Linked DNA regions of Arachis hypogaea: region 2 is linked to region 1. A link is a contact called in public Hi-C data. All regions are on one chromosome and are shown on one strand. The core of a region is the stretch at or near the end of the contact, and the rest is flanking DNA. Distances in the headings are between cores, read along the strand shown. Region 1 holds the start of LOC112703620 (TPR repeat-containing thioredoxin TTL1). Region 2 has its middle 7.3 kb from the start of LOC112703621.

Region 1 (3,949 bases), core at 721-3,220:
TATTTTTTAGTGTAATTAGAGAGGGATCATGGGATGAGAGATCGTTCTTTTGTTAAAATGGAAATATATTTGTTTTAAAATGGGCTATTAAATCTCAATTAGTCTTATACTACTATTTGAGTTAAGTCAAATTACTATATATGAAGTACTTGCATTTAATGCCTAATTGTAATCAAACAAAATTATTGAATTGGTGCTAAATAAAATAATTGATTTTTTTTTATGTCTCTATTTAAAGTTTATTTTCACATCTTCACAATAATGAAAATGATAAAGTTAAGTGAAAAGAAAAAAAAAGTTAAAGTAGCATTTTGAAAAATAAAAAATACTATGTATATACAAAAAATTAATTATTAAATTAATTATTATATAAGTATGTATTTATGTATTGGTATATGTATTATCAAATTTATTTTTAATATATATTTTATAATTTAACATATATTCTTTACATATAATTACTGATTTGGTAATTATTAAGCATGATTAAAAAATAAGCAGAATTGAGAAATGAATAACTAAAACCCAGGCATCTATTTTCCCAATATTAGTTATACAATTAATATCAATATTATACTTTATTCATTCACGTACTATTTGAATATTTATGCAAACTAAAAAAAGAATGTAATTAGATTTATATTAAAGTTAAAAACATTTTTATACAATAATCTCACTTAAAAATATAAATCTTAGAAGAGACATGAACGAACTTATTTGCTGGCTGGTGCTGCTAAATGTAAAGGGTTGATTTTGATATGTTTGTAGGGTCCCCACGGGCCATTCTCTGTTTGCCACGTGGGTATTGGCTGGAGATGTAGATGGATGAGTGTGAGAATGCAATGCCATTGGTAGAAGGGGTTATTAATTATTAATTGGTTGGACACACTCCTTAATTTTAACACAAAACACAAACGCAAAATTAATAATAAGAAGAAGAAGAAGATAAGGGCTTCTAATTCCTTCACCTCCCCCACCAAACAAAACATTGCATTCATGTTAAATTGTTAATCAAGAAAGAAAAAAGAAAAGGTTTTTGCACTAATTTAGGGGCAAATCACGCGGGGTTATTGGGTGATTTACTTGGCACTTGCATTGGATCTTGGGGGGCCTTAATTACACATTTATTGCATTCGAACTCATGGATTAGGCAATTTAATAGTGGGAGGTTTTAATGTAAGATTTGGTGTATGGGTTTCGTAGGTTGTCCAATACTTGATCTATTCTTAAATAATTGTCTGGTTGAGCAAAATGATATTATTATTTTGAAATTAATTAGAAAAAGTAAAATTCTTAAGTTAACAAACCTAAAAAACACTTTTGTTTGTGTCAAAACTCTGAGTGACCATGTGACTTTACACTGCATATAACACCACTTGTTCTTACTTTTCTAGCATGCATTTAATTTGCACCGTTTTATTGACACCGCATTTTGCAAGATTGAAGGCTCTTGAATTGAATTTTTCTCTCTCTCCATGACATTCAAAGTTGTGATGGAAAACTTATGTGGCTTTTAAATCCCATAATTAAGAAATTTTGCACTTTTAGGAGATACAAGGGAATTAGAGGCTGCGATTCCTTCATTATGGATTTTCATGAGTTTGGGAAATTAATGAGTACCATTTTGAGATGAAATATAAAAACCTACCCTTTATGAGTTTGCATGTGAAAAAGAAAATTTCATTGTAGAAATCGCACGAGGTTATCACCTGCTATAAATTCCGCTATTTATCCCAAAATTAAAAAATAAAGAAAAAGGAGAAAACTTATCTACTTTTGTGAGAGTTACAAAAATTGGTGACAAGTGGCAAGTGAAATTGGAAAATTTTGGCTGCATGGATGTGAGGAGAGAATTTAGAGAGTGATTTTCACTGTTTACCATGCGAGAGTGGGTGACATCTGTCCAAGCGAAAAAAATGAAAACAAAAAATCGAAATATAATTATAATAATAAGAAAAGAGAAAGAAAAGAAGTAAAAACCTTGTCTCGTGAAGCAGCAGGTGAAGGAAGAAGGGGAAAGAGAGGAAAAAAAAAAAAGAAAAAAAAAACACAAAACCTGGTTCTTTTTTCTCTCTTCTTCTTCTTTCTCTTCTCTTCTCATTCTTCTTCTTCTTTCTCTCTCTCTCTCTTCTTCTCATCACTGCGATGCTAATTTCTTTTTCACTCTCTCTCACTAGAAAAAAAAGAGAAAAATCAGAGATATAGTTTTTATTTTTTCTCTCTCTAGCTAGGACACTTCACATTCATTCTTTGCTTGCTCCTTTTATATCACGAGATCCCCATCTCTTTCTCTCTTTCCTTTCTTTCTCCTTCTTCACATTCATGTCTTGTTCTTGTTCTTGTTCCAGGCCTCTGAAACTCGTGCTTCTTCACTCTCTGTAGCTTCTTCATTTTCGCACATTGCAGTTTGAGAGAGAGAGAGAGAGAGTGGAAAGAGGGGAAAAGAGAGGTTCGAGAAAGTTCCAACTTTGAGGCCATATTCAGAAACCATTCAGCTCGCCCTTCACAATGTCGCATCCGGGGAAGCCCGTTACCGAGTTGGATTCGGTCACTGACCGATTCCGTGACTCACTGAGTTGCGAGGCCGCCAGTCGAGACGCTAACAAACCAGATTTCCGCGAACTCGATCTGGGCTCGCCAGTATCGCCGCTTCGTACGGCTCACCACGCGGTCGGCGCCGCTGGAAACGGAGGACCTGCCGCCAGTAGCAGCTCAAGCTCATCCGGATCCTTCTCGGGTCGAACCAACCCGGTTTCCAGAAGATCCGATTCGGGACACACCAACAGCAACGGCAACAACAACCACTCTGGCGAGCTTTCTGGTTCAAGTGAGAACAGCCCAACCGCAACCGGCGGCGGGAACACTCGGATCCTGAAACCGGGTCAAGCGAGATCTGATTCAATCTATTCAGGTCAGAACGGAGGCTCCTCCTCCTCTTCCTCCTCAGCCGTGAATTCGCCGCCGCTGAACGTCCTCCCCACCGGAAACATCTGTCCCTCCGGTAGGATCGTGAAGACAGGCATGGCGGCGAATCGGAGCTCGAGGAGCGACGTTTTGGGCTCCGGCATGGGGAATTACGGCCACGGAAGCATAATTCGCGGCGGCGGAAAGAGCGGCAGCAGCACGCCTGATTCGCCAGGGATCCCAAGCGTGCGGTCGAGCAGCGGCATTGGCGGCGAAGGCAATGTGGCGAAGAGGGGAGCGACGCAGGGTTCGGATCCGGAGGAGCTGAAGAGAGCTGGGAATGAGCATTACAAGAGGGGCCACTTCGCCGAGGCATTAGGGTTATATGATCGGGCAATTGCGCTTTCTCCGGCAAGTGCCGCCTACCGGAGCAACCGCGCGGCGGCCCTTACAGGTCTTGGGAGGCTAGGTGAGGCTGTGAGGGAGTGTGAAGAGGCTGTGAGGTTGGATCCTAATTATGGCAGGGCTCATCATCGTTTGGCATCTCTTTTCTTAAGGTGTGATTGCTGTGTTCTTGGTTAGGATGTTGAGGTTGTTAGATTTGCACTAATTGTGATATGGAATTGCAGGTTGGGGCAAGTTGAGAATGCAAGGAAGCACCTTTGTTACCCTGGGATGCATCTGGATCCGTGTGAGATGCACAAGTTGCAATTGGTTGAAAAGCATATTGCCAAATGCGGAGATGTAAGGAGGATTAGGGATTGGGAAAGTGTTGTTAGAGAAGTTGATGCTGCTATTGCTGCTGGAGCTGATTCTTCTCCTCAGGTACACTCTTTCTTTAAGTTTTCTTTTCTTTTCTTTTGTTTAGTTTTTCATGTCATCTGTTGTCTGAACTGGTTGGAAATTGAATTTACAGCTCTTTATGTGTAGAGCAGAAGCACTGTTGAAGTTACACCAAATTGACGATGCAGAATCAATTTCGATACATGTACCCAAATCGGAGCCACTTACTATTTCCTCTTCTCAAGCTAAATTTTTTGGAATG
Region 2 (3,949 bases), core at 635-3,134, 92 kb before region 1:
AAAATATGTTTCTTTTCAATAAAAGCCATATAAAGTAGGAAAGCATACCAGTTTGGTTCAATATGTGGTATACTTCTATTGGTATTTGATGAAAAAAGTTGATTAATTATAAATAAAAAAATGTTAAAAACGAATAAAAGAATAAAGTTGATATATTCGTGCCTTTTTACTTGTTTAATTGACCGGTCTAGGCATTTGTTTTCCTTTTCCATATCCTTTTCATCACTAAATTTGAGGACTAGCTTCTTTCAATCATCTTTCTTAATCTTTTGCTTTTTGTTTTTTGGGTGTCCTATGGTATTTTCTAACTCATCAAGTCAATGACTAATTCATCGCAAATTTGAGTTTCATTTAAAAGTTTATTGTTGGCTAATAAATTGCTATATACACAAGACATGGTTCAAACCTCCGACACTTATTTATACATATGAGTAAGCTGATCACTTGGCTAATTTAAATTAATTTTTTTAATCTTTTGCTTTAATTTAATGAAGTGTACATCCAAAGTGGAAACCCGTTGGCATCACTATGTATACTTTATAAGGATCTCCGCATGATTTGGACATAAGTATTTGGATTTTGTCTTCAAAAGAAGCATTATATGCCACATATGCGGCAAAAGAAACGGTGTGAATAGCAAATGCAAACTAGTGGTGGATTAGCAATTTTTCTCTTAAATTTCAATACCATTCTTTCCCAACATTTACAATGCAGCAGTTAATATGTTAAGTAATAAAATAGTCAATTGAGTTAGTTGAGTGGTCAGTTTATTTATTCGTTAAAATAAGTATTGGAAGTTTGATTTTTTGCCTTGTGTATATAATAATTTATTGATTAACATCCACCTTTAAATAAAACTTAAATTTAAGACGAATTAATCTTTGACTTACTAAATTAAAAAATATTTTGCAAAAATAAATATGCTAAGTAATAAATTATGTTCTAATTTTTAGGATTTTGCTAGTTATTTCTCAATATAAATGTTAAATTTTGCTAACGGTCCTTGGTAATATAAAAAGTTAAAAAATTTGTAGAAGAAATAAAGTTTTGAACTTTGATTGAAACTTGAAAATTTCTGAGTTTTGAAATTTTAACTCTTTCCTTCATGACACTCATTCACAAATAAAAGTATAAAACTTCATTTTCGAACTCTTAAGCCATTATTTAAGAATTAACATTTTGAAGAGGATGTTCAACATTGATGCTATTCCACTATATTTTTATTTTTATTCTAAGTTACATCAAATGTCACTATCTCATTGAATCATTTACCTGGTTGATTTCTCTAATAGAACATATTCCGCTTCCAAATTTTGCATACCTTATATTGGAGCATAACAACCAACACTATCTTTTCCCATTTAATTAATTCACACGTCAATCATTGCATTTTAGGAAACTAAGCAAATTGATGAGCCCCAATGAATCAACACAAAAATAATCCCTGCAAAATAATATTTATTTATTGCAAGTTGGAGCCATTAGCATATATGGTAGGAACTTCTTGTTGCTTGGTCCATGTGAGAAAGTTCATGTCCAGGAAAAAAAATTAAAAATAAAATCGATGCTTGATGAATTAATATTTGTATTTTGAAATATAAGAATGGTTGAATCCAAAGTAACATGGATTGGACCCCATTGTTAAAGACCTTAACTGAAAATTTATTTCCCTTGCTCTTTTTCCAAATAAAAAGGTGGGTGTCACCTTTCGTTGAAGTCAAGCTTCTTAATCATAATATTAATATACTATATAATTATTATTAAAAAAAATAGCTAGCGTTATGAATCTGGAGCTTATATTATTATGACATTATAAGCAACATGTGTATCATTGAAGTCTCATCCAATGAGAGGACTTATCAAGAATCTTAATAAGTGGGTGGGAGTATGGGCCTCTCAATAATGGACCCATTATTGGCCCATGAAAAGTCAATGATGTTGGGCCAGGTTTACTATTTCTGGCAAGCTTTTCAAGGAATCAGGATACAGAGAGGGACCCATGTGGCCCATTAAGCCATTTCTACTTTTTGGAATTATTTATATTCATCTCATTTCACATATATATTATGGTAATGACCTTGATATTATATAATAGAGTCACAACTCTACATGGGGATTGATAAGAGGATATAAGACAATGATATTATGTTCATCATCACAGGGTCCCAAGGTTAGTATGTTAATTTTCATTGTTAGTGGTGTGGACTTTGATCAGTTATGGATTGTGATTCATATGCCACTATAGCCACCACCATAAAATTTGAAGGGTTTTGTCACAAAGCAGGAACAATCATTATTGTATAATATAGTTGTTTTGGAAAATGAGGAGTGAAAATCAATAATATGCCATTATGATCTTCAATAATATTGGTTGAGTTTTTTTTTTTTTTTTACCCTACATGGCAGAGAGTAACATGAGGTTGAAGCTTCATTAGTATTGGTTTTAATTTGATATTTGGTGATAATTGGTTGTTGATATACTTTGCTAGTTAATTTGTTAAGGTTATTTTTATTAGTAGATTTTTTTTAATTATTAAATACATAATATGCATTAAAAATATTAAATTTTTAACTTTACAATGAGTGCACATTCTCTAAATTTCTATTCTAAAAATTTTAAACGAATGGTAATGCGTTTTGGAAAAAGTAATTAAAGAATGCAACGCATTTGAATTTTAAAACTTAAATTTTATACTCTAAATTCTAGATTATGAGCTCTAAAAATTTTATTCTAAATTCTAAATTTTAAATTCTAAACCATAATTTTTAAATTTTTAAATAAAAAATTAAAATTTATTTAATTAATAAAGAATTAATATTATATTCTTTATTTAATAACCCATTTAAAGATGGGCCAAAATTTTGACTACCATCCTTAAGGCACATAGTAACAAATTTGAACACCTTTTATTTGTGTAACAAAACTAAGTCACTTATTTTTTCAGCATAAGCAATAATTTTAGCTGTCCATTTGTTTCAAGATTTTTTGGCAGTAGTTGCAAAACAGTTACTAAATATTTATTAACAAAAACTACATTTAAATTAACAACATAAAAGTATTTACAAAAAAAGGTTAATATTTTTCTCTTTTCCTTTAATTTTTTTCTTTTTATTTCTCTAATACTTATTTATTACTTTATTAACTGAGTGTTAATTAAAAAATTAATTCTATAGCAAAATCGTTAATTACAATGGAATGTGTCATGATGTCTTAGTCAAAAGTTTATTTGCTGTGTCCTAGAGATGATAACATATTTTAAAAAAATATTGTTGGTAACCCTTGCTCTCTAAAGGGACCTCTATTAATTACCATCAGATTAATCAATATCTTATTAATCATGTTCTTATAAATATAGTCCAAATTAAAGCTGCATTAGACTTATGATCCACTCGAATATTCATTTTACGATAAAAAAAGGAAAAATAGAAAGGAAAAATTATAAAGTACCAACATATTATTTGTCAACTTATTATTTTTAACAATAATTAATTATTATATTTTAAATACATATATAAAAAGATACATCCAAAAAATATATTTATAAAGATATTTTTATTAGACACAGTTATAAAAAAGATATTTTTATTAAACACATCTATAAAAACACTTATATTAAACATAATCATAAATAAGAGTTGTTTACTATTGATAACGCAGCAAGATTAAATAGGAAAACACCTATATGACCCACAAGACACAACCCCAAAAAATATAAGAACATTACTTAATATTCCTCTATATATTTATTTTTATTATCCATAATATTCTAAACTTTTTATGTCTAGATATATTGAGAAAAATATGATATACAATAAGTTATAAAGTAATTGGGGTAAGTACATGCAACTTTCACTGTTAGAAAAAGCGTATTTATCGACGTAAAAGATTGATAGTTATCTCTCCCGTCGATATTTTTAGACAGTTTGCTGTCAATATTTAAAAAAATTA

The links. A called contact is a pair of places that touch in the nucleus more often than the background predicts.
Region 2: a contact with region 1 is called in a Hi-C map of leaf, with 5 times the contacts expected there. The contact joins the enhancer-like site here to the promoter of LOC112703620 in region 1. A contact is called at or near these places in 3 of 8 Hi-C or Micro-C datasets (leaf and an unstated tissue).

Annotation. Positions count from the first base shown.
Region 1 is chr7:79,733,129-79,737,077 of arahy.Tifrunner.gnm2.J5K5, reverse strand. LOC112703620 (TPR repeat-containing thioredoxin TTL1) reads left to right here and starts at 1,970. Exons shown (of 7, transcript XM_025755167.3): 1 at 1,970-3,461; 2 at 3,534-3,729; 3 at 3,821-3,949. The coding sequence starts at 2,509.
Region 2 is chr7:79,824,901-79,828,849 of arahy.Tifrunner.gnm2.J5K5, reverse strand. No RefSeq gene overlaps it. Among protein-coding and RNA genes, the nearest start is that of LOC112703621, 7.3 kb to the left of the region's middle. Within about 2 kb of position 1,884, at least 2 of the 3 cell types and tissues checked have open chromatin away from gene starts, as enhancers often do.